Regions from separate parts of the Mus musculus genome. Here regions 1, 2, 3, 5, 6 and 7 are each linked to region 4. A link is a contact called in public HiChIP or PLAC-seq and promoter capture Hi-C data. All regions are on one chromosome and are shown on one strand. Each heading gives the region's core, a stretch centred on a gene start, on an enhancer-like site or on the middle of the called end of the contact. The rest is flanking DNA. Distances are from core to core; before and after follow the strand shown. Region 1 holds the start of Rab40c (Rab40C, member RAS oncogene family). Region 2 holds the start of D630044L22Rik (RIKEN cDNA gene D630044L22 gene). Region 3 holds the start of Wfikkn1 (WAP, FS, Ig, KU, and NTR-containing protein 1). Region 4 holds the start of Telo2 (telomere maintenance 2). Region 5 holds the start of Wdr90 (WD repeat domain 90). Region 6 holds the start of Rab11fip3 (RAB11 family interacting protein 3 (class II)). Region 7 holds the start of Capn15 (calpain 15).

Region 1 (2,700 bases), core at 162-2,661, 800 kb before region 4:
GGAGCCGGAGCTAGATGGAGATTACAGATGGTCAGTCACCGGAGGGAGATCGAACTCATACTGTTAGGCTTACAGTGCAAGAGCGTTGGTCCCAATCTATGTTTACGGTTTTTTTTGTTTTTTGTTTGGTTTGGTTTGGTTTTGGGTTTTTGAGACAGGGTTTCTCTGTATAGCCCTGGCTGTCCTGGAACTCACCCTGTAGACCAGGCTGGCTTCGAACTCAGAAATTCGCCTGCCTCTGCCTTCCGAGTGCTGGAATTAAAGGCGAGCGCCACCACGCCCGGCTTATGTTTTACGTTTTAAATTTTTTGCTATTTATGTGACTTGTGAATGCACTCTTAACCAAGAACGCTGTCCGTGGCCCTCCAGCCTTGGAGCTGGCCGACCGAGTGTGCACATGCAATGCGTTGCCCATCCTGGAGTTCACCGGGCCAACGCTGCTCAGTCGCTGGTCCAAGCCCTCAGGATCCGCTTTGGGAAGGATGTCCCCCACAAGAGACAGCTCAGAGGTGGACTTCAGCCGCCATCCTTGTGCCAAAACACTCAGTAGCGGCCCCGCCCACTCCGCAGCCAGGAGGAAGTCCCACCCCTTGGAACAGCCCACAAGGGAGAGAGGCTTGCCCCTCCAGGGCGAACACTAAGTGGCTGTCCCCGCCCTGCCCTCAGGGAAGGCGAGCCCCACAGTGTACGACGAACTTTGTTACTTCCCTTCTGGGTCTCTGTGAGAGCGGCCGGCCAACGCAGCTTGATAGATAACCTGCCCCCTTCCAACACCCTCCTCCCGGGACTCAGCTGAAGCAGGAGTTATCTCTACCCTTCCGCTTGTCCACGAGGGGGGAAGGGTAGACTTGTGTAATGTTTGACTCTTGATTGGCCCGAATTAGGAAAGGGGTGGGCCTAGGAGGTTATGATCGATGTTAGATGGCACAAATGCCTTAGCAGTAGTAGCCAATGGTGATGACGAGGGGGCGGGAGGCCAGGATGTTGCAGGTCGGTGCCCGGCTACTATGGCTCTGAGGCATCCTGCAGGAAGCAGTAGGGGTTGGGATGGACATGCAAGAGCAACCAATGATTTCGGAAAATCAGTGGGAAGTAGCCAATGGTCACAGCGAGGAGGCGGGGAAAAACGCCAGCCTCAGCAACACTGTGTACGAAATAGCGGGGACGGGACTTCAGTGATAGACAAGCATGTAGACCAACAGAAGTGAGAAAGAGGGTGGCAGCGGGCCAGTAGCAGTGGCGAGTGGGCAGGGCGGGGCGACCGTGGGCTGGGCGGCACCTTGTGTGGGGCGACGTGGGGGCGGGGCGACCGTGACGGCCAGGCTGCCAGGCCAATGGCCCGGAGAGGGCCGGCGGAGGGTGGCCAATGGCGGCGGCGCATCCGGGGGCGGGGCTGCGGGGCTGCGCGGTGCCGTGCGGGAAGCGGCGGGTGGCGGCGGCGGCAGCGGCGGCGGCGGCGGCTAGGAGGCTGAGGTGAAGCTGGCGGCAGCGGGGCGGGTGCACTGGGGGCGGTGGCCAGCGGGCGGGAGCATCAGCGTCCTGACCGCACGGCCGCTCACCAGCCTTCGCCCGCAGGTCTGGCGGCGGTGCCGTGGGCCGCGGTGCGGCGGGCGGGAGGATGGGCACCCAGGGCAGTCCAGTGAAGAGCTACGATTACCTGCTCAAGTTCCTGCTGGTGGGCGACAGCGACGTGGGCAAAGGCGAGATCCTGGAGAGCCTTCAGGACGGCGCAGCTGAATCCCCGTACGCCTACAGCAACGGTAGGCCGGGGTTGGCTGTGGGCGCGCGAGGTGGGAGCGGCCTGTCGCGGGAGCGGGCGGCCTCTGCGCGTGTCGCTGCGGTATCCTCTGGCCCTGCCTTGAGGAGCCGTCGGCAAGCGGGCGCGGGTCCTGGTGGCTACTAAGAAGTCACAGCAGCAGGTCTTTGGAGTCCATTAGGGCCTGGAATGGGCCGCGCGGCAGATACCGCACGACGGGCCCGGTGCTCACCGCACTGCCGCCGGAGGGGTTTGCTCAGAGACACCGCACCCTGTGCAGGGAGAAAATAGGTCTGCTGCGATGTGATTTTTGTTAACTTCCGGGTGCATGGCAAAAAATACACAAGGTAGATTGCATCACTGGCACTTGCCTGAGCTTGCCTCTTAATTTAGATATTTAAGGTAAAATCGTAGCTAACAGTGGGTGGGATTGGATCACAGGGGCTGCTGACTCCGGAGGAATTAATGTGCAGTGGGCCTGTCATCTTATATCACTGGACTAATTCTACCTTCCTGGTCGCTTCCCGAGTCCCTTTTACTCTGCTTTTTTACTTCATTCTCTGGGGTCTTGTTAGCCCTGTCTTACTGCTCTGAGTACTGGCGGTCTGGTAAATAACAGCTGAGTGTGTAGGTAAGACATCTACCACTCTTAGCAGTTAGGACTTGTCAAGGGTGATGACTGCCAGGACATCAGTGGAGGACCCTTCCTTTTGAACAGTAGCGCTGGATCTTCTCTGTAAGTCCTCCCCAAGCACCTCTCAGCTTCAGTTCACAGCAGGCATCTTCAGCGCAGGAAAGGAAGAGTCATGGTTTTACTTTGCAGGGTATGTGAAAAGACCTCTGCACAGCCAGGCAGCCTTGACTGGTATTTAACTGGGCGTCCCAGGGTGACAGCCCTGCTCAGAAAGGCTTTGGGGGGTTACCTTTCCAATGGGGGAGTGTGG
Region 2 (2,700 bases), core at 174-2,673, 840 kb before region 4:
CCTCTGGGCTAAGTTATCCTCCCCAGTCACAGGCTGACTCCAGAGAGACGGACAGAGACAGACAGACACACAGAGACAGAGAGAGCAGGAGGGAGGGAGGGAGGGAGCCATGCCCACATGCACCCCTGGAACTCACCAATTACAATTACGCAAATTTCCCTGGGATCTGGCTAGAAGTGTGAGCCCAGATTTTAAGTTTTGACAACCCAGGAGCAGTTCTGGCCATGAAGACATTACAGGGAAGGGAGTTCCAGCATTCACTGTGTGCTCGGCATTCCAAACCCTCCTGGGTCCTTTGTCACCCCATAGCCCTTCCAGGAGAAGCCACCAGTGGGGATGAGGCCCTTCCGATAGTGGGCACTGGCACTGGATCTCCTAAAGCAGGGAGGAACCTCTTAGGACGTGAAGAGTGGGGGCTGGGAATGGCAGGATGTATCCAGGGGTAGGGGTGTCAGTGCATAGTGACCATCAGCGGGTAGAGCAAGGGGTGTGGGAGACGCCTCCTGTTTGGAGTAAAAGAACTACATAGGCTCCCTGGCTTGCCCAGTGGAAGCTGGCAAGGAGATATAGACTCCACCGCCTGAGCTCCGGGCTTTGGCCTCTCCTAGTCCGCTCTGGAGGCTCCCTGTCCTAGGGTTCAGCCCCAAGGCCCTGATTTGGGTGGGCAGGCGGCTGTCAGGGGCCAGAGCCCTGACTGATGCGTGCTGACGCCCCCTCTTGCCGCTGCGGGGACCCGGGAGACTTGGCTGCCTCTACGCACCCCCGCGGCAGCCTGCAGGCGTCGGGGGCGGGGACGGTGCCAGGCGCCCCTCACTCGGCCCCGCACCTGCGCGCCACTCCAATCTCTTGCGGCACTGTGGCGGGTCCGGCCTCGCTCCCTCCAGGAGCAGTCCCAGCGCGTCCGGTGAGTGCGCAGGGCAGTGTGCTAAGAGGTGGGAGTCGTCTGCGGCTGAGAGTGTCCCGCCTCCCGCGCCCAGCCCGGTCGGAGGTCGCTGCGTTTGGAAGCTCGCGCCGTGGCGCACGCGCTTCTCTGCCAACTTTGGTGGGCGCCTGCGAGTCGGCGTCGGGGAACGCGGGAGGAGGCGGCGGCGCCGTGGAGTTGCCGCCGCTTCTAGCTCTGGACCTCGGTTACCCCGCGGTGTTCGCAAGTAGGAAGTTTGACCCTTTGCCTGGCGCACATTTAGCAGACGCCGCAGGCTCGGTTCGGCGGACGCGGTAAGGTGAGCGGGCGGCACTTCCCGCGAAGTTGGGGCTCCGGCTCTGGACGGATGCATAGAAAGGGCTGCTTGTGATCCCAGCACCGTGAGGGCTCGTCAGGGCGGCGCCCGCAGCGGGGAGGCAAAAGAAAGGTGTTGGGGTCCCAGCTATCCTCTTCAGCTCCCGCGCTCATCCCTGTAGGACACTGAGTCTCAAGAGGGTCAACGGATAGGTGGGCTGGCCCTTCCAGCTATTAGTTTTCCAGACCAGGCACGCAGCCAGGGAACCCATGCCAGGTCATTAGTTGGGGTTGGGGCTGGGGCCGGGCAGGATGAGTGTGCCTTTGTGTATGTGGGGGCTAGTGTAGGGATGTGCCCTGTGTTGGACCAGTGCCCAGCATCCTCTGGGTCTTGGAGAGGTCAGCACCTCGGGTGCCTGGTCTGGAGGGAGGCACAGGAGGAGCCCCAACCCCTGGATCCAAGGCCCCAGAAGGACCACCTAGTCCGGGCTGGGAGGTTAGTTTAAGCGGTAGCACCAATCCGCACAGCTGTGTGGCTCCCAGGGCTGGGTGATCGATGGCCCCTGCACAGACGCCTCTGTTGCCTGAGCACACATGCCTATCTGTCATCACATCTTGCAGAAGGGGGGCGGGGGTGAGGTGGCGGGGGGGGGGGGCGGGATGCAGGCAGAAGAGACTGCTTGTATACATGCCAAGTCCAGGCTAGATCTGCAACCCTCCAGGGGGCCCCTGACCCTTTCCTGAGCCAGCATCCACCACCCAACCTTTGAGTCTCCCTCAATGTATGTTTGCTCAGTCATCTCTAGAGCCCAGGCTGGCCATGTGAACTCTGTGTGATTCCCAGCCTTCTGGCATGCACTGCTTTCCACCCATCTAGCTGTCTACCTAAGGGGTGCCCACCTGATCTTAGGTGGGACTAAAGGTGAATATCTATCATGGGCAAAGTGTAATGGCCAGCATGCAAGAGAGCTGAGTTCAGCAACTGCCTTCCGCTCCCGTCCCTGCTGTTCAAATCATGCGGCACATGTATGTCTGCATCCATGATGAGTTTGTGACCAAGTGTGAGTTACCAGTCATGTCTTCATGTGTTTTCGGGCATAGTCTGTAATGTAGGTATACTGTCGTGAAGAGGCACATCCATCCTGAGTGGGAAGTGGTGTGGATGTGCGTGTCCTTTGTGGCACACCCTGTGCCTGGTTAGCTCAACCATGCAGGAGCTGTTCCTTTAGGTGTAGAACAAGGATTCCTTGGGAATCTTGCACGCTTGTATGCACACACCCAAAGCCTATGTGCACACCCACCATACACAAGCTTGAGTGCTGGGAGAGTGGACAGCCCAGGTGGTGGCCCAGATGGAGTGAAGGGAGAAGTTTCTGAGCCAGTGTGCAGGACGTGAGGAGAAGAGGGTCTTGGCTGAGCACGGTCACTGCAGGCTCAGTCACTGACCTGCCTGAAGCCACCCAGATGGAGCTGGGTTGAGCAGG
Region 3 (2,804 bases), core at 197-2,696, 760 kb before region 4:
ACCTTTCCCCACCAGTCCTGTTGCTGTTGACAGAGACCTTTTCTCTGGAATCGCGATAGAATGGTATAGACTTTGAGGACCTGGATTGGCCTGCGTGCACACCATCAACACTACACTTGCTGCTGTGGACTCCACTATTCCTGGTTCTTTGTTCTTACTTCTTTGTACAGTAAATGTACTTCAGCAGTGAGCTTGTGTCTGGCTTCATCTGACTGTGGTTTGTTGGGGGTGGTAAGGGGTGTCTGGCGGTGTGTTCTGCCACATGCTCCAGCATGGCTTTGTGCCTGACAGAATGATCCCAGGCTTTGTTAACTTTCCCCGCAGCTGACCCTGCTGACCTGCAGCCATCCATCCACTGGGTTCACATTCCCAGCCACAAAGTAGCCAGGCCTGGTTACAAGCCACACTGTTTCCGGAGGTCAGATCTTGGCCAGGTTAGACAGAGCCTTTACTCATACATAGCCCAGGGCACATAGCTTACCACAACATGAAGGATATCTGTGAGTGGGACCTGGCGTTGGTGCCTTTAGCAGGAAAGCATCTAGCAGGTCATGGCCTCTGCAGGCCATGCTCACCCAGGGTTCTAGCTCATACACTGGAAGGCAAATCCCACTGAGTGGGATTGGACAGTTCACTTTAGAGTGGCCTCTGGCTCAGGTGTCACCTGCATTTTTCCTTAGTTGCATTCTGAGCCTGTGGCCTGGCAATCCCTGCCCCCTCAACACCACAAGCTGCCTCAACGACGGCTCTTTTGTAAGGCAGCAGACACTGGCGCCTGGTAGCCATCTCTTGATCTCCTGACCAGACCAGGCTCTTATTACCCTGCCTCCTGGGTCAGGAGGTCAGACAGAGGGTCACACAGACTTTTTCCTTCCTGTCTCTGAGAAAACCACTCCCTGGGGACCTCTGGAGCCACAGAAAGGGTTTGGAAAAGCAGATTCCAGGCAGGGCCTTTGTCTTGCCACCAGCTTTGATCTCCCTCCCCTCCCCCACGGTAGTGAAGCCCCTAGTTCAGTTAAAGAATGGATGCTGGCCTTCATGGTGGATGGTTGGGGCAAGGCTTGAATGTACTTAGATCCTCCCTGAGCAACACCGAGGATGCTTGCTCTTTGATAGGTGCACTTGGCCATCCCAGAGAGCCCCATGTGTCTCAGCCTGTGTGTGACCAGCTGGCTGGCTTCTCTTTGCTCTTGTTTACACTATGTATCAGTCATTGCCATGAGACTGTCTATGGCCAGTGCACATGGGTCACCTGCTTCCACCCAGATAAGATGGCCTTTTTATTTATTTTGTACCTGCCTTGCCCATTTGAAGGAACTGAGTGGCACAGACCCTAGCTAGAAGCCAGGAGCCCAGTTTTAGAGAAACTGGTACATCTGGGAGGATGAATCCTGCCGAGTTGTGCCCTCAGCTGGTGAGATGCCAAGACCTTTTTTTTTTTTTTTCTTTTTGAGACAGTATGTTCTTATGTGGCCAAACGGGCCTGGAATTTGCTATGTAGCTATGGGCTGGCCTCAATCTGGATCCTCCTGTGTCCCGCCTACCCAGTGCTGGGGTTACAAGTGTGTACCACAGATGCCAAGTACCCTAGGGGTTTCTTACTCCATGCCAGTGGGAAAGGTGCCTTACCTATAGTTATGACAGGTGTGGCCCTTGGCTGCCTTTGGAGAAAATCTAGTCTAATAGCTGGGGCTGGACTGGGTCCCTATCCAACCTCACTGAATAGGACACTGAAGAGCAGAGGACAAAAGCCGAAATTTACCAGCCCTGCCCCTCCTCCCTGAATAGAGGGTGGGAGGGTCTTTAAGGAGACTTTGATCCCTGTTGGGCTCCAGCTTGTAGAGGGAGGGGCTCAGGTTACAGCATCCCCCTCCCTGATTGAGCTGGCCCTTCTCCGCCCCTTGGTGACCCTAGTGGTCAGTTGCTCTGGGCTTCAGGGCCTCTGGCCCCTCCCCAGCCCTTCCTCTTCTTCTATTCCCAGTCCTATGCTGACCAGAGCCTGGGAGCCACCCACAGTGGTTGGGAGAGGGCCAGCCAGTATTTTGTGGACAGGTTCTGAGAGGCCCCAGAATAACTATTCAGGGTTCAGAGAAGAGCAGCATCACCTGTGAGCTCAAGCCTTGCGGGGTCCAAGAGTCCCAGGAGAGGGTCCTTTGAGGTAGGGGGTAGTGATCCTGGGCCCAGGACCCTATAGGGTGGATGCCTATAGGGAGTCTCAGCTGGTGGCCACACACTCCCACTCCCTGGCCCTGTGGTCCCCATGCCTGCCCCACAGCCATTCCTGCCTCTGCTCTTTGTCTTCGTGCTCATCCATCTGACCTCGGAGACCAACCTGCTGCCAGATCCCGGAAGCCATCCTGGCATGTGCCCCAACGAGCTCAGCCCCCACCTGTGGGTCGACGCCCAGAGCACCTGTGAGCGTGAGTGTACCGGGGACCAGGTGAGCACTGGCATTTCATGGGATCCTGGGCCCCACCCTAGTTCTTTCCTCAGTGGGGGGAGTAGACCCCAACCCTAGGAGTCTGCTTCCTCCAGGGTTCCTCCACACTCAATTTACCTGGATTTGTGGCCATGACCTGTATGTACATGGGGCTCAAAGGATACCCCTACCTTTTTGTCCTCTGAAGAACAAGAACATCTCCAATTCCCGGACTGACTGCAACCTCACCAATCCTGTCTCTCACGTGCCTGAGCACCACTTTTTTTCTTAAGTCATGTGGGCCCAGGCCTCTGACCTACCCCTGCAAATGGCATCATCACCTTCCCAGCCCTGGCCTGTCTGTAGTCCTTTCCTCATATCCCAG
Region 4 (2,705 bases), core at 152-2,651:
TTGAAGGCAGCCGCTTTGACTCCCTCTGGGAGAGACTTTCCTCATCTCCTCCCTTTTGTTGCAGCTTTAGGTACAGTAAAAGGCTCCTCTCCAGGGTTTGCTTGCCTACTCTCAGTAATGTGGGCTAAGCTGTTATCATGAAAAAAAAAGAGGTGGCAGAGACAGCTGAGCAATTGGCAGGCCAAGCTACAAAAGGGACAGGACAGTCAGTTTTGTCATAGCTGAGGAAGCAGTAGCCAAGGCATCAGGGGAGTGCAGAAACTGAGACTGAATGAGGATAATTGACTAAACCAGAGAAGAGATGGCATAGCCTTGGATGCCAGATGAGTTCCAGAGAGCCAAGAGGTCTCAACCCTAGGCCAAGAATTTTAACACTGGCTGTCATTAAGAGCGAAGGTCTACACAAAAATTGTAAAGCTGTAGGGCTGAAGAGTCCCTACAATCACCAAATCTGCTTAGTGGAAGCTGCACCAGCCACAGGAAAGAGCCAAGGATTCCTGACCTACGTAAGAGCTAGAATACTTTTAGGGCTAAGGGTCCCAATGCCTCCAGTCCCCTAATACTAGGGGAGTCATCTGCCATCTCTCACTGAGGCCAAACATGGAGAAAAAAAAAAAAAAAAGAAAGCTACCATTTGAAGACCTTCTCTTTGACTAACCCCAGTTTTTATTTGTGTAGAGATCCTGGCTGGCTGATCGGTAACACTTCCATGGATGCTGGGAACTGAACTTGGGACCTTGGCAAGAGCCACACGTAATTTAACCTCTAAGATAATCGCTCTGGCCCCTGGTATGCTCTGCTAACTGCTAAGCCTTGAGTGGGCTCATTTCCTGCTCAGGAAGGGTAATTTTGCTTGATGATGTTGAATGAATACAGCTTGCTCAGATTTCCACCCACACCCAGTTCCGCTGAAATGTTGCTCCCTCAATGTATCTTCCAGATCAGGATGGTCAAGAAAAGTTCTGCCATGATGGAATGTTTCACACTGCTAAGTTCAGACGACAGTCAGGATCCCTGGGTGTTTACTCAGCTAGTGGTGTTTCATTTAGGGCAGTTTAGACGCAGTTTGCGTGTTCGCAGTAAACGTGCACCCTTGTGTACCACCAAATACATCAGCGCATCCGCATTACAACTTGGCCATATCCGCTGTTCCTGGCTTCCTTATTCTGTTTCCCTCAGGGCGCCTAGAGAGTTGATTAGTGCTCTAGAGTGGAAAGTCATCCGACCCAAGGCAGCATAGTGGGGTAATGTGCTGGGGAAAGTCTCTCCAGAATTAAGGAAAACAGAGACAGCAGTCACCAGGGGACCAATAGAGCGGACACGCCTACCGGAGTCCTGCCCTCAGGCCTTGCCCACCGTAGGCTCTTAGGCCACGCCTCTTCCTCCTCTTGCGCAGGCGCAGATGCTGCGGTCATCAGCGCGTTGGCGCGCCGCTGATTCGTCCCTAGCCACGCGTTTGTATCAGCCCCAGAAATTCTAAATATCCGTGCAGGTTTCACGTGAGCTCTGCGACTCGAATTCACAGCTGCCCTCAGCTGACACTGAATCTGGCGCGTGGTCCTGGTGCCGTGGCGAATCAGCGGCGCGCAAGAGGGAGCATGTGGCCTCGGCTCTGAAGCATGCTGGCCAGAGGAACCCTGTAGGAGTGGTTGGTCCAGTCGGGGCTGCAGTGTCCTGCCTTGCAGCATGGCCAGTTCCCATACGAGCCGAAGGCCTCGTGTTTAGGGGGCTGGGTGCTAACCTGGAGCTGCAGACGGAGGAGGAGTTTTAGTTATTGCACCCTGGCAAGCCACTCACTCATCCAACTATCAGTGGGTTTGACAGAGGAGACAGCCACAGTGCACCGGTGCAGTCCGGGACTGAAGCTCTGTCAGATCATCGGGCAGGCGGGAAACCCGGAAGAAGGACGGGAGAGCGTGAGTGAGATTGTGAGTGAAGCGCCTGGAAGCGCAGAAGTAAGTGCGTGTGTGTAGGGGGGTGGGGCCTGAGATTTGGAACCGGCCCAACTGTTTCCTCCCTTAACATCGTGGGTGCCATGGGAAGAATTCTTGACACTCTAACATGCTTTTCTCGGACCCTCAGCCCTGTTCTGCAGGATGGACCCAGCCCTGTCTGCTGTCCGGCTCACCGTCCAGGAAGCCATTCACATCCTTTCATCCTCAGAGGATGCTGGCCATATCCTTTCTACCCTGGGGACTCTGAAACGATACCTCGGTGGAACCGAGGATCCAGTTCTTCCTGAGGAGAAGGAGGAGTTTGCCACTGTCCACTTCTCAGCCGTCCTTAGATGTCTGGTCAGCAAGCTGAGCCCAGGTTGGCTGGAGCTGTCCCCCGGTGGCCAGCTGGAGCGGCTTTGGGAGAGCTTCTTCCTGGATGGCCCTCCAGACCAAGCCTTCCTGGTGCTGATGGAAGCCATTGAGAGCACTGCTGGGTGAGCAGTTAGTGAGCAACAGGGCGCCCAAGTTCTGAGAAGGTTCCCAACACCTTAAAACTGTAAGGGGAAGGACCCTGCATCTTAGCCTGGCCTCACTCCTTCTTGTTGAAGGCTGGGAGGAAGAATAGGGTTCCTTGCAGATCAGCACTCAGAGAGTCTCCACTGTCCCTAGCTGATGCCCTAAAGGTCACTTGTTGTCTTCTACTGGGCCCATTCTTTATTCTGTGGCACTTTCAGGATCATCAGGACATTTCAGGGTTTTTTTGTTTGT
Region 5 (2,700 bases), core at 181-2,680, 750 kb before region 4:
GAACTCACAGAGTGTTGGGATTAAAGACATGCCCCACCATGCTGCGATAACTAGGGTGATGAGGTCCTTGACCAGCTCATTTTGGAAATATGTAGTTTCAAGCTGTCTCATCTGAATCCACTACCTCTTTTTCTTGACAATGGCCAAAGTCAGACCCAAGACCCAGGTGATACTGGAGTGAGATATAGGAAAGAGTTTGTTTTCTCTGCCGATTAAAGAATTAAAAGGAAGAAATCTTGGTGATACTGGAGAAATCAAGGTCCCCTCTTGGGGTTCTTAAGTTTCATTAATATATGGATTTTAAACGGCCAGGCAGGAGGATCTCTGAGTTCAAGGCCAGCCTGCTCCCACATAGTGAGTTCTGGGACAGCCAGGACTACACAGAGATATTCTGTCTCAAAAAGACAGACAGAAAGAGACAAGAAAGAGAATGGCCACAAACAAGCTCAAGGACAAAACCAGACTGAAATAGAAGTTTGGGAATTTATTAGCCTTTAAAGGGAAAACCCCAAGGCAGGCAGCTATAAATGTTCTAAACTGCTGTGGGGGAAGGAAGAAGAAAAGCTTTGCTCTTAGAGATAAGGTCAGCTACCTTGCAGAAGGGCCTCTGAAGGGAATGGCTGGCCCAGGCCTTTAATCCCTGAACTACAGAGGCTGGAGCTGTGAGTTCAAAGTTATCCTGATCTACATAGCAAGTTCTAGGACAGCCAGGATTACATAGATTCCGTCTAAAAGGGAAAAAAAAAAGTTGAGCAAGGAACCCAGTGCATTAGTTAACAGGATTAATCCTTAGGAGAAGACAGAGCATGTCTGGGAGGCAAAGTCCATTCTCCACCAGGACTTAGCTGGAATAGAATCCTAGCCCTCGACTGCAGGACCTTCTCTCTCAAGCTGGAGGTCTGCTGTAGTATACTGGGAAAATGCCTCAAGGGTCTTTGGGTATATGTTGAACCTGTGGTGATGTGGTTATCTGAAAGCTGCACCCCAGTGGGCACAGGGACCTTACTCTCCTGAAGCAGGGAGACCCAGAGTACCCTGGATGCTGATCAGATACCTCCACACAGTTAGAAAGCAGAGATGAGGCCCAGCCTGGGTGGACCGTGGATGTGGACAGGTCTCAGCATGACCTTTCTGGCTCACATACAGAAAAAAAGGTTCAGCTCTCAAAACAAAACCGGAGGCCTCTGAGAGAGTCAGCGACCACGGCTACTTAGCACAGTTCCCTGCACAGTGCTGAGGCCCCGGCTGGGCGAGGCCGCAAAGCCCCAAGCAGGAGGCAACAGCGGTGGAAGTGGGCAGGGCGAGCCCACGCAAGACCTAGGGGCCTGCTAGGTGCCCAGGACCACGCAGCAGCGGGATATTTGTGCGTTGCTGCAGCGGCGACGGAAGTGACGCGCGTTGCCAGGAGGCTGTTGCTAGGCGCCGTGCTATGTGTTTTGCGTAAGACAGCGTCAGCTGAGGCGGGAAGCGCGAGCTGTAGCGCCATGGCCGGAGGTAGCGGCGCGCGCGAGACGCGCTGTCGTCAGGGCTCGCGTCCCGGGAGTCCCGGGTCCGAGGTCCCCGCCGCGTCAGTGACTGGACCTCGTGCAGAAGCCCGTCCCGCGGGCGGAGGTGGAGGGTCGCGGCGCGCTGCCCCAGATCGGTGCTCAGGCGGCGTCCCTTCTGCAGCCTGGCAGCACCCTTTCCTCAATGTATTCAGACATTTCAGGGTGGATGAGTGGAAACGGTCCAGCAAAGAGGGAGATGTGGCTGTGGTGACGGTACTGGCCGCGGGGTCCTTCCTGCTCCTGAGAAATCTCCCAGTGGGCACTGTGACTGTCCTCCAGTTTTGCGCCTGTTTGCAGCACCTCTCTCTTTCTAGGACAAGGTCCTGAAGAGCGCTGTGTATCGCATCCGTGGGTCTGTATCTGCCAGCAACTACATCCAGCTCCCCAGAACTAGCACCCAGTCTCTGGGGCTGACTGGGCGGTACCTGTATGTGCTTTTCCGGCCTGTGCCTACCAAGCACTTTGTCATCCACCTGGACGTGTCCACCGAGGTGCCCAGCTTGGAAGGAGGGCTGGGTGTCTATTGCTGCTTTCCCACCGTGCCATAATCTCCTTCTAATGGCCTCGCTCTGCCTCATAGGACGGCCAGGTCATCCGTGTGTCTTTCTCCAACCTCTTTAAGGAGTTCAAGTCCTCCACAACGTGGCTTCAGTTCCCCTTTGTCTTCGAGACTAAGACACCCAGGAGAGGTGGTGACATTTGGTCCAAGAGGGACGGCTTGAATGAAGGCCTAAAACGGGATGGTACAGGCCCAACTGGGCATGTGCTTCTGTGTGGCCCTGAGGATAGCTAGGGGATGGGGCTGAGAGGGGTTGCAACAAAATGGTAGGTGCTGACCTCGCACGTGTCCTGCAGACCTGGCAGGTGTAGCTCTTCCTCGTGCCCGCTGGACCTGCCTACAGCTGGACCTGCGTGACATCCTGATGTTCTACCTGGGCAGGCACTATAGTCATCTCAAGAGCATCAGGCTGTGTGCCAGCCTGCTAGTCAGAAACCTCTACACCAGTGATCTGTGCTTTGACCCTGGTGAGGCCCACACTTCATGCCCCATCCCAGTCAGAAGGCTAGAACCCTCCCGCTAGCTGGCAGATAAGAACCACTTACCAATTTCAGAGGAGAGCCATGCACCAGGGCTCCCAGCTCCAGGAAGAGC
Region 6 (2,782 bases), core at 29-2,528, 950 kb before region 4:
GTGTGCATTCTCTACACACTGGTTCTATTTGGGCACACAAATGCTGGAAGTCATAAATATTTTTCTTAGTTTTGGCACACAACAGGAACACCTGGCTCCTCAGAAAACTGATCTTGACTGAGAACACCAAAGGACAGGTGGATACTTACCATGACACACTAAATAGAAAGGTTGGCACTCACTGGAACTGCATGTGAGAATGTTTGTCAGTCAAAGGGAATTTCCAGTCCTTGCATTAGATAGAGGGGACTTTATTCTTTCAATATATATATTCCTCACAAAAGCATTCAGTTCTTACAGGAAAATAGGACTACATTTTAGGGAGGGAGCACATCACCTTCCTTTTTCCCAGCTGCTGGAAGTCTCCTATAATATGCTGGGAGTTTTGCTTGGGGATGACTCAGTAGATTAGCTGGCTGTACACCTGGAAACGGAGTTCAGTTTTCAGCTTTTGCCAAAACTGCTTATGAAACCATACTTGTCCATGGTGCCCACGAGTGTACAATTGGTTCATAGTTTCCCCTGGCTAAATGGCTAAATTTAGTTCTTGACTAGATGCACCTCATTGCTTCCAACTGGCTTAGTCAACTGCTCCGCATCTCTGAGCACGACCCTTTGATGATGATAACGGCATTAGTTAGCAATAAAGAGATAAGCGCTGTTTATGTAATTTAAAAACATGTTCAGAGCAGGGTTGTTTGGGCCAGTCTACAATCCATGGCGGCAGGATTAGGAGTTAAAGGTAGCGTGGGCTGCACAAGTTCCTGTTTCAAAAAGATACCAAACAACATATCAAAGTAAAACAACATCTGTGCCTCTTTATTTTACTGTGCGCTCCTGTGGATGAATGTGTGAGCCCCTTAGATCCTGTCCTTGTGTGAGAGACTTTGGATAATTCCTTACCTGGTGGGGCAATTCGAGCGCTCCTTCGCTCCTACTTGCTGCCAATTAATATTCTGGTTTGTACCACCAGTTTGTGAAGGAGTCACACAGAAGGGACTAGCGGCTTCTTTTGGGATATGCGAATGTTTTGTTCCCGTTCAGCAATAGTTTTCCAAAACCTATTCTCGGGCGCCTCTTCCTGCGACAGAACACTTCACTCATCCCACTCGCGCAAATCGTACGGAAAACTCGAATTGGGCAGAGCACCGTCGCCCCTAAGCTGTGCCCTCTTCGAACTCACCTTTATAGCAATCCATGGGGGCGTGATCAGGTTACACGGCGTGCTGACGTCACGCGCGACGGAGGGCGGGCCGGCGCCGGCGCCGGCGTCCCTCACTGGGTTCCTAAGCTCAGGCGCTCTGGCTTCATCCTCCGCTGCCCGGCCGGTGCCTGTCTCCCACCGTCCACTCCCCGCCACTGGGTCCTTACATCATCCGGACTGTGCCGCTGCCATGGGCCCGCGCCAGCCGCGCTGCGGGGCCGGGAGCCGCTAAGGTGCGGTGCGAAGATGGGCGAGGGCGGAGCAGGGCCCGAGCGCCAGCCTCAGCAGTCCGGGCGCCCCGCGCGCGCCCGCCCGCGTCGCCGCGGGGATGCCCGCGCCCGCCGCCGCGCCCTGAGCGCCTTTGTCTGCCTTCCGCGCCTTTCGTATCATCCCTAGTTTAGCCGGCGCCGGATCATGGAGCTGTGCCAGCCGACCTCCCTGTCAGACCACGACCAGCCAGCGTCTGGGCCCCAGCGTGGGGTCATGGGGCTGGTGGGGCCCGACGCTCCTCGCGGCTGGTCAGAAGAGCCCGAGGAACACGCCCAGCTTCAACGGTGGCCAGAGGGACCCAACGCGCCAATCTGCTGGCCCGAGGAGGTAGAGGAGCCTCACGCTCCTAGTCGCTGGGCCAAAGAGCCCAATGCCCCTCGCTGCTCGTCCCAGGAGCCCGATGAATCCTGTCACTTGGCAGAGGAGCTGGAGGAATCCGACTCCCCTCGCTGCTGGCCCCAGGAGCCAGACACACCGTGCCACTTGGCCAAGGAGTTGGAGGAACCCGACGCCCCTCGCTGCCTGCCCCAGGAGCCCGACACACCGTGCTACTTGGCCAAAGAGCTAGAGGAACCCAACATCCCTCGGTGCTGGCCCCAGGAGCCCGACGTGCCGTGCCACTTGGCCAAGGAGCTAGAGGAACCCGACGCCCCTCGCTGCTGGCCCCAGGAACCAGACGCATTCTGTCACTTGCTCAAGGAGGTGGAGGAACCTGATGCCCTTCGCTGCTGGCTTCAAGGGCCAGACGCACCGTGCCACTTGGCCAAGGAACTGGAGGACCTCGACTCCCCTCGCTGCTGGCCCCAGGAGCCCGACGAATCCTGTCACTTGGCTAAGGAGCTGGAGGAACCAGACGCACCGTGCCACTTAGCCAAAGAGCTGGAGGAACCCGACGCCCCTCGCTGCTGGCCCCAGGAGCCCGACGTGCCCTGTCTCTTGGCCAAAAAGTGGGAGGAATCCGACGCACCGTGCCTCTTGACGGAGGAGCTGGAAGAGCCTGACGCCCTTCACTGCTGGCCCCAGGAGTCAGAGGCACCGTGTTTGTTGGCCAAGGAGCTAGAAGAGCCTGATGCCTCTCACAGCTGTCCTCAGGAGGCGGACACAGGGTGCCTCTCGGCCAAGGAGCCAGAGGAGCCTGATGTCTCTCACCTGTGGCAGGGGGTACCCGATGCACCGTGCCTCTTGGTCAAGGAACCAGAGGAGGCCGATGCACTTCACTGTTGTTGGCCCGAGGAATCCGAGGAGCCGGATGCTCTCAACCCACCGTGTTTCTGGGCCAATGAACCAGACGAGCCCGATCCATCACGA
Region 7 (2,727 bases), core at 11-2,510, 870 kb before region 4:
CACTAGCATAGATCAGGGCTCAGCCAACCTGGGATGATCCAGCTTTACCTGCTGTGTGATCATCTTACTTAGTGCAGTGATACATCATTGCACTAGTGATGACCCGTAGTGACCAGAGATACTGTCCTGGATCCAGCTTGGCCATTCTCCTGATCATGGGTATCACCTACTGATGAATGAGCAGTGACTTCACCACTGTCAGGGGGCTCAGGAAGACAGCCTCTGCTCCTCTCCTCTTGCCAAAATTTGGTGTCTTCCCCATTCAGGCATAGGTGTCCCCACAGCATCCTGAATTCAATGGCCAGTCTTTAGCTTTCTAGCTTCTGGAGCATGAATGATTTCCCAGAAACATTATCTGTAGTCTCTACTGAGCCAGACTCAGGTTTTCTGGGTCCGGGGGCAAATAGTACCCAATCTCTCACACAACATTCAGAGTGCCGGGTGTCCTTTTGCTATGTGCTATGTTTTTTTTTGTTTTTTGTTTTTGGTTTTTGGTTTTTGGTTGGTTTTTGGTTTGGTTTGTTTTGTTTTTTGAGACAGGGTTTCTCTGTATAGCCCTGGCTGTCCTGGAACTCACTTTGTAGACCAGACTGGCTTCGAACTCAGAAATCTGCCTGCCTCTGCCTCCCGAGTGCTGGGATTAAAGGCGTGGGCCACAACGCCCGGCTAGCAGCCTGATTCTTAGTTAGCTTTCAGTTGCAGAGGACAAGTGGCTGGAATTAAGTTAATTCGGGGGAGCCAAAGGGCTCTAATGGGAAATAGCTTGGGGGCTCTTGTGAACATAACTCAAAGGACTGCCTCAGATGCCAGTGTTTCTCTAGAAAAAGTGACGTGCCTATCTAGCACTCGAGTAAACACAGACCTCAGATGGAGTAACCTCGGAAGGAGCAGTGCCAGCACGGTTGCTGCTTCAGACCGTTGGGAAAGAAACCAGAAGTCGCTGGAAGAGGTAGAAAGCAGCCAAGGCAGCTAGGTTGGACTGTACCACCTACTGCCCCAACGCAGCAGACAACCGGTTCAGACCTTGTACAAAATCACGACCCAGACTCCCGACATCTCCCCTGGCGCAGTAACACTCGAACCCCGTGGACGCCTACCGGAGCCCAAAGCCCATCTTAAGGGGATCCTGGGAGCTGTAGTCCGTTCTCTTCCCGGATCCAGCGCGCCACATCAAACTAGCTTGGGAGTACCAACTGCATCCGTGAACTGAGCGTCTCCGGTCACGTTGGGAGGGCGAAATCTCAGGGAAAGAGTAGAGGGTAGGACCATTCATGGACTACAATTCCCGGCGTGCCTTGAGCCGCGTCGCTCTGCCCTGTGGGAGCCGTAGTCCCGGCTCCGGGTTCCCAGTGCCGCGTGCGCCCCTGACGCGCTGTAGCCTCGGGCCCCGGCTGGGCGCCACGCTACGGAAGCAGCGTAAGGCGTAGCGGGTAGGCCGGGCGGGACGGCGGGCGCTAGCTACGGAGGCGTTTGTAAGGTTGCCGGGCCGAGACGGATCTTCGCGGCCAAAACGCGCTAAGCCGGCGGAGCATCGCGGCTGGCGCGAAGGGGCCCTTGGTGCCCTCCGGTCGAAGTTGTGGGTCAACCGACTGAGGGCCGGCACTAGGGCCGCGCCCGCCTAGACCGATCGCGAGCGCTGAGGAGGCGCCGCCGGCTCGCTAAGGTGAGTTCCACGGTAGGCGGCCGGCCAGACGGCCTAGGACTCGTAGAGCTCGGCCTCAGGGCATCAGCCGGGATGCTCCATGTTTGTCCTGGGAGCAGTAGCCTGGCTTGTGGTGAGCGGGAAGGGGAGGGGGAAGCGCGCCGGAGGTGTGGGTCACTCGAGGCCAGCCTAGGAACCTCAGACGCAGGCGACCCTCGGTGCCTGCCTGTCCTTGAGTGCCCTCTTGTCCGGGGCTAAGCGTTGGCCCACTGTACGAAGGTATAGGTCGTGGGGGCACTGTCTGCAGAAACCTGCAGCTGCCTGGGGCGGCAGCAAGAGTAAAGCGTCCTGTGTGCCCCCTCATCCCACACTTCTGTTTTTGCGGGCCTGTCAGCAGGCCGAGAAAGTTACAGAGCAGCCCCTTGACAGCTGCGGGATTTTCTTTTTGTTTTCTGAAAAAGGGGCCCTTCCACGTCTGATTTGGGAACCCTGTTGTGTGGCCAGATGGTCCTTGCTAGGCTGGCTCTTAGGGTCCCTGAGTACAGATACTGAAACAGGACCGCGAAACACCTAGCCTCGAAAACAGGATAGATACCTCCTGAGTTTCAGGAGAACCTGAGAGCCTACCTGAGTGTTTGCTGCTGACCCTGCAGTTCAGCAATAAATCAGGAAGAACTGCTACTCAGTAAGAAACTGTGAGATTACCCCTCCAGTGGCAATTTCCCCTTTCCCAGTCTGGAGAACTGCAAGTCACAGATGTGGAGCTTGCCTCTTGAGTTTCTCCCTGCTTCCAGAGTCTAGCTGTCAGGGATGCGCTCAGGACCACAGTTCTGCAGTCTAGGGCAATTGTGTCTTGCTGAACAGTAGCTTGCCTCCATGGGGTAGTAGATTCTGTTTCCTTTGAGGTCCTTCTGCTCCACAGAGATGCACCCATTTCTTTTCTAACATCTAAGAATGTCTAGAGCTGTCTGACTGGTAGACAGGTCATTGACCTCCATGGAGGAAGACTTGAACCCTGCTGGATCCAAGGCTCAGAAACTGTACAACTTAACTGCAATGGAGTTATCAAAATCTCTGCTGGCCAT

Evidence for each region. Promoter capture Hi-C pulls out the DNA fragments that hold promoters and counts their contacts. HiChIP or PLAC-seq counts read pairs in DNA pulled down with a chosen protein or histone mark.
Region 1: a contact with region 4 is called in an HNF4G HiChIP or PLAC-seq map of pancreatic cancer cells. The contact joins the promoter of Rab40c here to the promoter of Telo2 in region 4. A contact is called at or near these places in 1 of 484 Hi-C or Micro-C datasets (muscle stem cells), 2 of 115 datasets of contacts at active chromatin or transcription factors (astrocytes and pancreatic cancer cells) and 1 of 9 other capture datasets (liver).
Region 2: a promoter capture Hi-C map of neural stem cells shows a contact between it and region 4. The contact joins the promoter of D630044L22Rik here to the promoter of Telo2 in region 4.
Region 3: a FOXA1 HiChIP or PLAC-seq map of pancreatic cancer cells shows a contact between it and region 4. The contact joins the promoter of Wfikkn1 here to the promoter of Telo2 in region 4. A contact is called at or near these places in 2 of 39 promoter capture datasets (both in liver) and 1 of 115 datasets of contacts at active chromatin or transcription factors (pancreatic cancer cells).
Region 5: a FOXA1 HiChIP or PLAC-seq map of pancreatic cancer cells shows a contact between it and region 4. The contact joins the promoter of Wdr90 here to the promoter of Telo2 in region 4. A contact is called at or near these places in 2 of 39 promoter capture datasets (embryonic stem cells and liver) and 1 of 115 datasets of contacts at active chromatin or transcription factors (pancreatic cancer cells).
Region 6: a promoter capture Hi-C map of embryonic stem cells shows a contact between it and region 4, with 2.2 times the contacts expected there. The contact joins the promoter of Rab11fip3 here to the promoter of Telo2 in region 4. A contact is called at or near these places in 2 of 39 promoter capture datasets (embryonic stem cells and liver).
Region 7: a promoter capture Hi-C map of liver shows a contact between it and region 4, with 2.2 times the contacts expected there. The contact joins the promoter of Capn15 here to the promoter of Telo2 in region 4.

Annotation. Positions count from the first base shown.
Region 1 is chr17:25,918,425-25,921,124 of GRCm38.p6, reverse strand. Rab40c (Rab40C, member RAS oncogene family) reads left to right here and starts at 1,411. Exons shown (of 7, transcript NM_139154.2): 1 at 1,411-1,473; 2 at 1,576-1,760. The coding sequence starts at 1,619.
Region 2 is chr17:25,950,195-25,952,894 of GRCm38.p6, reverse strand. D630044L22Rik (RIKEN cDNA gene D630044L22 gene) reads right to left here and starts at 1,423. Exons shown (of 7, transcript NR_152187.1): 1 at 137-1,423. It overlaps A930017K11Rik (RIKEN cDNA A930017K11 gene), which reads left to right and starts at 330. Exons shown (of 3, transcript NM_001358019.1): 1 at 330-904.
Region 3 is chr17:25,879,500-25,882,303 of GRCm38.p6, reverse strand. It overlaps Wfikkn1 (WAP, FS, Ig, KU, and NTR-containing protein 1), which reads left to right and starts at 1,446. Exons shown (of 2, transcript NM_001100454.1): 1 at 1,446-2,440. The coding sequence starts at 2,261. It overlaps Rab40c (Rab40C, member RAS oncogene family), which reads left to right. Exons shown (of 7, transcript NM_139154.2): 7 at 1-190.
Region 4 is chr17:25,114,663-25,117,367 of GRCm38.p6, reverse strand. It overlaps Telo2 (telomere maintenance 2), which reads left to right and starts at 1,401. Exons shown (of 21, transcript NM_001163661.1): 1 at 1,401-1,955; 2 at 2,083-2,431. The coding sequence starts at 2,097.
Region 5 is chr17:25,860,245-25,862,944 of GRCm38.p6, reverse strand. It overlaps Wdr90 (WD repeat domain 90), which reads left to right and starts at 1,430. Exons shown (of 41, transcript NM_001163766.1): 1 at 1,430-1,760; 2 at 1,862-2,038; 3 at 2,128-2,290; 4 at 2,403-2,573. The coding sequence starts at 1,485.
Region 6 is chr17:26,068,014-26,070,795 of GRCm38.p6, reverse strand. Rab11fip3 (RAB11 family interacting protein 3 (class II)) reads left to right here and starts at 1,278. Exons shown (of 14, transcript NM_001162868.2): 1 at 1,278-2,782. The coding sequence starts at 1,619.
Region 7 is chr17:25,984,407-25,987,133 of GRCm38.p6, reverse strand. It overlaps Capn15 (calpain 15), which reads left to right and starts at 1,260. Exons shown (of 12, transcript NM_001347334.1): 1 at 1,260-1,663. It overlaps 1700022N22Rik (RIKEN cDNA 1700022N22 gene), which reads right to left and starts at 1,304. Exons shown (of 2, transcript NR_166913.2): 1 at 1,098-1,304.